Linked DNA regions of Rattus norvegicus: region 2 is linked to region 1. The links are chromatin contacts, called in public Hi-C maps. All regions are on one chromosome and are shown on one strand. Each heading gives the region's core, a stretch centred on a gene start, on an enhancer-like site or on the middle of the called end of the contact. The rest is flanking DNA. Distances are from core to core; before and after follow the strand shown.

Region 1 (4,304 bases), core at 835-3,334:
AATACTGTTTGAATGACTTAAGGGTATGGAAGTGGTGTACCAGAGAATTTTCTATACATATGTGGCCATTAGTAGATCTCATTGGCTCTTGAGTTAGATTTATGAAATGTCTTTACAAAGCTATTTTTTTCCAGTGTGACTTCACAATAACCTAAAATGCATGATCTGGTGTCTTTCTGTAAAGCAAATTGGAAATGTGAAAGAGACCAAAGGATTAGTGAAGAAAAGGCGAGCCTTTTTCCTACCCAGTTAAAATTAAAGAGCTATGGAAATAGGGTAAAAAGATCATTTAGATTCAGACTCTGAGACTTGGAGCACCAGTTCCTACCATATGGGCGGCCACAGCCTACCCTCCCCTCAGATTCTCCCTTCTCCCGCCAGCTATTTACCAGATGCCTGACTGAAGGATCAAGTGTTGTGTGGCAAGCTTTTTAGAAAGGTGATTTACAGCCAACCATGATGCTAGAAGCTCATAAGGCAAATAGTAAATCCACAGCTTAATTCCTTTGCCCAAGCACAGGGCGCTTTCTTACTTGCACTGGACCCCCGTGTGTTGAACGGGTCTGTGGGAACTTGGAAAGTAGGAGAAAATTACAAAAAGAAGGCTATGGGTCTCAGGCCTTTCCCAGGTCTTCCCCCAAGGCTCTACCTAACCCTGGGGAAAGCAGAACCCCATCTGCCTTCTCTCCACCTGCACTGGCAAGACTAAGTCTGGTCCAGTAACCACTTCCAAACTCAATTTAACTTTCCCAGGCCTCTGGTTGGTGTGGAGCCAACAGAGTGGATAGGGAGAAGGAAGAAATCCGGAAAGGAGAACATAAGAGGAAAGGGTGCGAATTGCAACTGCTTTTTCTATTTCAGCAGCTGAGTGTGTGTGTAATTTCACAGTTTGAGAGCTCTGGTGCCCTTGAAAAAATCCTAGCGTTTTCTCTTTGGTGACCTATCCAACAACAGATATTAGGACAAGTTCAGCTGGTGTCAAACCACGACTTTAAGAAACAAAGGCTTCCCGAGACTTGAGCTGACCTCTGGACTCCTAGGGAAGCCATTTTGGTAGTGACAGTACTGTGAACGCATGTGAGTGTGCAATTGCTCTAAGGAGCACAGAATCCCAGGAAATAAGTCCTAAATAGACCGAGTCCCATAGGTGGGTAAGGCTCTCTTCAAAAAGTCTCTCCTTCATGCTACCCCCATCACAAGAGACTGGGGCACTTGCCTCAAAAGAGCACAACCAGTTGCCTTTCAGAAAGCCAGAGGCTTCCCCTGCTGCGGGCAGCACCAACAACGTCCCATCCCTGCTCCTAGAGCTAAGACGGAGAATTGCAATTTTTTCCAGAGAAGCCTGCAGCTTCGCCCAAGGCCTGGAGAGGCCGACTTCCTCCGCTCTGGGGGGTCAATCTAAGTCCCAGAGGCCTTTTTGCAAGTTTTGAAGCTTGGGGCGGGGTAGGAACGCTAGGAGAGGACACAGTGAAGATGGGTGGGCGCCATCTCTCCCGCTGAGTCTCGGCTGGCCCTGCAGCTTTGTTGCAGGACTTGACCCCCGACTAGCCCTTCTAGGCAGGGCTGTCTCATTCAAGAGCCCACCCAGCCCCCGGCGCGGTCCCCGATGTCCGTTCCCCACCCCCACCCACTCCTAGCGAGCCCGCCCTTCGCGCCCTCTGACGCAAACGTGCGCCCCTGCCCGGCGCAAGGGAGGTTGGGGGGATGAGGGGGGGCGTTAGCGCTCCTGTTGGTTCTAATTGAAGCTCTTCCTTTCACACAGACAACCTCGGTTCCCACTCCTGGGAGGGGACCCCCTCCCCGCCCCCAGACCGCCTAGCCTAGCGAGTGGAATCTGGCTCTACTACCTCGCAGCTCTCCGCGGCCACCGAGGGTTCTATGCTTGGAAGAACCGCTGATGTCCCTTTTAATCCGCTGACACTATCGCCCACATCAAACGGGCAGCCATCGATTGCCTGCCTTTACGCGCGGCGACCTCGGGCCGGGCGACTGAGCGCAGCTCACGAGGTCCTGTCTGCCGCGCGCCGCGCCTAGGCACAGGTGCTCAGTCCAGCGGGCTCCACCGCATCTCCCGCTCCGCCAGCTGCGGACTGGCCGCGCCGATGCTAAACTTGATACAATCTCGGGTCCCCTGCCCACGTAGTTTTCCCGCTCCCGGTGGGGGAAGTTAGTGACAGGGCCTGTTTTGGGTTTGGACTGATGGACTGGCAGGGATCCTCACCTCCAAGGAGGTGCTGCAGCAAGGATGGGCGATGGTCGGTCCGGACTAGGCCTGAACCAAAGTTTTCCGGGTTCCACCTGGGCGGCCTTGACTGAATTTCTAGGCTGCCGAGGCCGAGTAAGAATTGTCCTTCTGCCTGGCCACGTTATCGAAGGCTACAGACCCCAAGTTCCAAAGAAACGATTATCTTTGCGTTACTTGCCTGGTACGGCAGGGCTTGGCCGAGTCTCGCTTCTGATGCCCACCGTGTACAATCCAGAGTCCGAGAGAGACTAGGCGAGCAGACCCCGCACCCAGCAGGCCTCCGTTCCCGGACCCTTGCTTTTGGCTTCCTCTTCCCTCCCCCAGCTTCCCTTTCTTTGCTGCCTTCCGCTGCTCACTACTCCCTGTCTCTGATTGTTTGGGGAGTAAATTTTAGAATTTCTATATAAACAGCGCGCGCGCGCGCGCGCTCTCCCTCTTCCTTCCTTCCTTTCTGTCTTTCTTTTTAAAAAAAAAATATCGTTTTCACCTTTAAACGAACCGGAAGACTTGGTCACGAATATTAGAGTTGAGAGGCTAAGGCCAGGAGCCCCTGTCACCCCACGTCCCGCCTCTCCATCGTACAATGGGCCGCAGCAAGCAGAATGCAGTCTCCATTATTCCAAATGGAAGGGCTGTGGGGCATACATAAGAAAGTCTTTATTTTGCTCTTTAAAAAAAAATGATCATTGGCCACTAAGTGGTTAGTCCCAGAGACCAAGAAGCGCAAAGCCTGCTCCAAACACTCTGCGCTTTCTAAAGCTCTCACTGGTGAGATGTAAAGTGGGAACCAGTATTAAAAGCCAAACCCTACCTCTTTCGATACAGCTTGGACATTTACTTCTACCTTTACCTGGGGGCGCTCGGAACGCTTGAGCAGAGACAAACTTTTATGCTCTCCCTAGTCGAGGGCTGGCAAGAGGGATTCCCACTCCGGGTGGTGGCAGCTGCGGCTTTGTCACTCTGCGGCTCCGTGCCTGCCTGAGCCTGCCTAGGGGAGCGATCTTAAAACGAGGGGGTGCGAGTGTGGGATTGGAGAATATGTAACTAATAGAAGTATCGTTTTCCCTAGTATGATCTTTCAAGGAAAAAAAATCCATTGAAAGAATTTTCAAAGTGCTGTCTTCGTTTGCAGAAAAGGAACTGGCTGCCAGTGGGGAGGGGAGGAGGGACTTGGCTGCGTGCCGCCTGGGAGCGGCTCCCGTCCGCTAGGTGGCAGGCGGACCTAGCGATTCCGCAAGCCCTGCGGCGGGACCCGCTCCTCCTGCTTGCCCCTCCTTTTGCGACCAATCACCTTCGGGAATGAGGTCTCAGTCACACACTCTTCAACACACACACACACACACACACACACACACACACACACACACACACACACACACACACACCCCAACCAGTGAGAGACTCAATCCCTTCCTCCTCCTCTTCCCCCTCCTCTCTCTCCTCCCCCTCCTCCTCCTCCCCCTCCTCTTCTCACTTCTTGTCCCCCCCCCCTCCACCCCTCTCCCTCTTTCCTGTCTTCTCCATCGTTTGCTCTTTTCCTGTGACTGACTTGTCGGCACTAACAGCCGCTCCGCGACAATATGAGGAGTTACTAATGCTTTATTAATAATTATTGAAGCATTGTTTGAAGTTGGAGCATCCCAGGGATAAGAATGATGAAGAAGAAAAAACAGGATTGATTGGAAAGTTTATTTAAAATCATCTTTGGGATGAATAGGAGTCATCGATTCGGATCGAATTTGTGGTAGTAGCTGCAATTTCATGCGTGTGCTTTGTCGTAATTACACCTCCGAAACTATGATATACTTCAGATTTTTAAAGGAGGCTTTTCTTAATTATATAAAATGAGCGGGATCCAGACTAGATTCTACTGAATCTGAACTAAGATTCTAAACCAAGTATACTTCACAAATCATTAAAATGGTGGGGTTTCATCGTCATTTATTTTTTCTTAACGTTTTCAGTGACACTCCTTACGCTCGTGAAATCTAATTTTGAAAACTTTTCAGAGGATATACTGTAATTTCTTCTTTCTCCTTCTTGTTTTTTCCCATCGCTA
Region 2 (4,304 bases), core at 463-2,962, 270 kb before region 1:
ATGTCTATAGTTTGATAATCTCCTGCCTTCTTTTCTTTATTGCTTTATCAAGCAGGCATACCAGACTATCACCACAGGACTCAGGCTTTCAGGTTTACTTCCAACTCATTTGGCCAGAGCATTGTGACTACAAGAGTCTGTCGAGTCCTCTTTGGAGAATAATGTTGAATGTCTGGAGTTTTCAAAGTCATGGCAGGAAGAGAAAGTTGCTTCCAGTGAGACAGGACAAACAACCTCTGAGCTCTCACAACCTTTTCCAACCAATGAACTTCTGCTTGTTAATTAAACAGTTCATTAAACACTTGAGTCTTATGTAAGATCACAGAAATTACATTTAGAAGAATCAAATAATATCAGAAATTAACAAAATCAAAAGTGCTATCATGTTCACTGCAGCAAAACATACTACATGAAAGAGACTAAAAATAGATAATACATAAAATAGGATAGATGGAAGACCAGAATGCAACCTACTATTGCTGATGGAGGCCAGGGTAGATGGTAGTTTAATAGAAAAGCTAAAACCCATCTGCTATACAGGCTAAACCACTAAGCCATCTTGATAAGACAGGCAGTGTGGCCCTACTCTAGAGATAATGTGTGACTCAGTGAGAAAGCTCTACTCTGTGGAGAAGTGGTGTGACATTTACTTGAGCTGGCCCAGACAACTTTCTAAATGGGCAAGGTACTCCCTTCCAGGGCAGAGTAAGGGTCAAGGCAACTGAATCCAGGCTGCAAACTGTTAAAGAGTCGCTTTTAATTTCTTACAAGGAGGCCAACAACAATGCAAAACTGACAAATCAAGAGATGGGAGGAGCTGCAGCAAGAGTCTACTGTGTGGGGAGAACCAGTCCTGCCAGGTTCACACTGAGAGTGAGCAGAATCAGCCAAAGGCTATCTGTGTTCATGTCCCGCTGTCAGTTGAGTGACTTCATCGGTAAGACAGAGTGTTGCAAAGGTTTGGTCGAACTTTAAAACGTCAGAAATGTTATGATTTGACATCTCCAAGACATTGTTTAGGTTAGTGCTATGTATATATACATAATGCCTTCTGGATCGTTACTCTCCTGGCTCATTGTGCGTTGGTTTCCATATTTCTTTGTCTCCAGGAACTCCGCAGAATAATTTAATTTTTTTCTAAATAAGAGTGGTTTAAGCTTGACTGGCCCTTTGCACTATTTTGTTCTGGCTACCATTCTACCACATTCTCCAAGTCACAATGCAGCATAAAGTAAAATCCAACGGACCAAATGAATTCGAGGAGAGATTTACGCTCTGAAAATCTGGCTCCGGACTTTTATCTGACAGTGACTAAACTTTCTCACTGGAAATGCGTCTGGGGAAAGTTCCCACTGATGTGTTTCGTTGCCAGAGTTTCAGTGGCCGTGCGGAAGTCCTAGAAAAACGACAAGGCTCCTTCTGCTGAACAGATCTCCCTGAGTTAAAAGAACTTGAAACGCTCCACGCCTTTCAACCGCCCCCGAAGTTAGACGCGTTATCAGATTTTAAAGTTACTCCAAGCCTTCTTGTGGTTCCAAGCTTCTCTGCTCGGCTATCTTCACAGCCGCTGCCCTCTCCTAACAGCTTTTGACGTCATTCGGGCTTTGCAAATTGTGTGCTACAGCCCTTGCTCAGGCTTCCCAGCTGCCATTAAAGTTATACTGCATTTGGTTAAGTGTGGAGGCTGGCACCAGAGAGGATCCATAATGGTGATTATCATGCAAATCAGCCTCCCGCAAGTCAGACTCCTCCTTGGAGGCCTTGCAGCTTGGCTTCCCCCAGTGCCGCCTCATTGTCCCCAGGATAAAACTAACCGCTCGCTCAGCTATTGACTCTGGACGGCTCCGAGTTCTCCTGACAGAGATTAGTGGGCAGCGATGAATCTTTCACTTGTGGTAGAAATATGATTTTATTTAAGAAAATAACCATCCATAATTGGGCTTCTGTCGCTTTAAATTTTAATGGGGAGAGTACTGTGGAGGCTGAGGAACTTTAAATTACGGCTTTCAGAAGCTTCTCACTGAATCTTTCAATTATTCTCTGTAAGTACTTTCTCAAAGCATGTGCCACCATGACATTGATATCACAATTCAAATCTAAATTCAAAACTGACTGCAAGGCTATGAGCTATGTGCTGGCGTGCGGGCTGACTCGTTTTATCTCTGAACATCTGACGAGGCGAATCAAGAAGAGCTCTCTCAGAGCCCAGCCAGCTGTTTGCCAAATATTCAAATACCCTGGCATGCACAAGAGCCTTTCAGATTTCCCCACATCAAAATTAACGACGACCCCCTATTTCCCCATTAGTTTCTGGCTCACCTCCAACCTTTCTCGCAGGCCCGCCTGCCTCACTCTGCTAAGTGCTGCTCGATGCTTGCTCACCTCTAGGTTCCTGGCTCCAGTGTGGACCCAGTGTGTGCTGCAGGATGTCAGCAGTTCAGACAAAACCACCCGCAGCAGTTTTCAAGCCTGTATTTCCTTGAAGTAGATCTAAAAGGGTGGCTGGACTGATATTTGCTGCAGTCTGAGTGTAGAAACAGAGTGCATGGCTCTCCTTAAACTGCATTGTTAAGCTGGAGCAGAAAATGGACCTGGAAAGACCATAGCGAGGGCATTGGGAACAGCTTTTCTTTCTTCTTCTTCGCTGTTTTAACGTCATTGTTACAAACCTATTTTCTTTCATCGTTTTAATATCTGCATGTTAAAGCAAGCCAACAAAATGAATCCATTTAATTATTTATAGTTCTAACTGTAGGCTTTCAATTATTTCAAAATGTGTCCTTGACCTCAGCCTATGTCATTCCATGTTTACAACAACTAAATCCAGCTGCTCTCATGAGCACAAGGAAAGACACTCCATCTCCTCCCTCACATGTTAAAGGTCCTAAAGCAATTTTCCTCAGCAAGTCTCCCGGGGACAGCTAAGAGGAGGCTGCGGACTTCAAAGTATACTGCTCATGGGGAATTTAAGGCAGAAACGGACCAAGGACCAAGGTGCCATTGACACAGGACAACAGCCTCACCCCTATGGCTGCTCACACTTCCTGAAACTGGACATCAAATTCGAATGGAGCTGGCCCAGGCATTTTTTATCCCTTCTTGGAAAGCCACTTCTTGACGTGTTCATTTCCTGTGATGTGTTTATACTCGGACAGAAGGGCACAGCAGGAATCCTTTCGGGGCACACTGAGGGGGAAGCTGCTCTCACCGGAGCTGTGAATGCCAGATGTCAAAGGAACCAACTTGTGCTACAGAGAGTTCTCCATGCAGGATACCAGGGACATCAAATCATGTCTGAGAATTCCTGACATGGGGCCTTTTCCTAGCTTATGGAAAAAATTCTCTAATTTTTAAAAATGATATTAGCAATAAAAGAAGCCCCAATTAAAGCACAGAAAGCCTGCCTGAGAACCCGGGGGAGGGTCTTCTGGTGTCCTCTGCATCACATGCCACCATTTCCTGAAACAGGCCCAGACATGGCTTTATACTCAGATTGAGCTGGCACCCAGACAAAGATGATTCCTAAGATACTAGCCATGGAGACAGAGAGAAAAGTTGTTAAAACTCACATTGGTTTCCAAGACCAAAACAGTGCAATTATAACTTCTGTTGTATTTGAATTTTTAATGCTTGTGAAGTGTTTCTACCACAGAACAGTTCCATGCACATCTTTTACTCAGACCTGCAGTGCACTCTTGTCTACTAAGTAGGAGATTTTCATGAACCAGCTTTGAGGAAGGACCAGTCTCCGCACTGCAGGATTTCTATGCAGTGTCTCTCATCTTACTGAAGTTCCTTCACTTCTACAGAGCTTCTCTCCCTCCCAGAAAGATCCCCTCTCTCAGAACTGGTCTACTTTTACTAATTCCTCTTCCTCCGCTCTGCTTTCGTTTCTCAATAAATCAAACAGGATAAGACAGAATACATCAAAATCACCTGGGGGAGATCCCTTCAGCTTCCAGTCCAGCCTGGAAACATTACATATATGATCCACTTGTCATTTCTAACTAGAGGAAGATGTGTTTCCTAAAAGATGGGGAAGAAAGCCACAGCTGTACTGAGCTCCTGTAGCAATGGTTCCTCCTGTATCTAACACTTACCTGCCTATATATGGGTGGCTTCAGAAATAATAATTGACCCAGACCAGCATTCAAATGCTTTTACACTTGTTCTCAAATGGCCTCCTATCTCAGACTCAACAAACACAGCATCCTGTGTGCTTATTTTTATCTCTTCCTTTTCTTGACAAGATCAGTGTCTACTCAGAGGCCCTGCTAGCTAGGCTGGTTGTCTCAGCTGCGATT

The links. Hi-C and Micro-C count contacts between places; a contact is called where the count stands out from the background.
Region 2: a Hi-C map of frontal cortex shows a contact between it and region 1, with 4 times the contacts expected there. The contact joins two enhancer-like sites. A contact is called at or near these places in 1 of 12 Hi-C or Micro-C datasets (frontal cortex) and 1 of 1 datasets of contacts at active chromatin or transcription factors (oligodendrocytes).

Annotation. Positions count from the first base shown.
Region 1 is chr2:9,788,076-9,792,379 of GRCr8, reverse strand. No RefSeq gene overlaps it. Among named protein-coding and RNA genes, the nearest start is that of Nr2f1, 4.3 kb to the right of the region's middle. Within about 2 kb of position 2,084, at least 51 of the 93 cell types and tissues checked have an H3K27ac peak or open chromatin away from gene starts, as enhancers often do.
Region 2 is chr2:10,055,134-10,059,437 of GRCr8, reverse strand. No RefSeq gene overlaps it. Among named protein-coding and RNA genes, the nearest start is that of Nr2f1, 270 kb to the right of the region's middle. Within about 2 kb of position 1,712, at least 34 of the 93 cell types and tissues checked have an H3K27ac peak or open chromatin away from gene starts, as enhancers often do.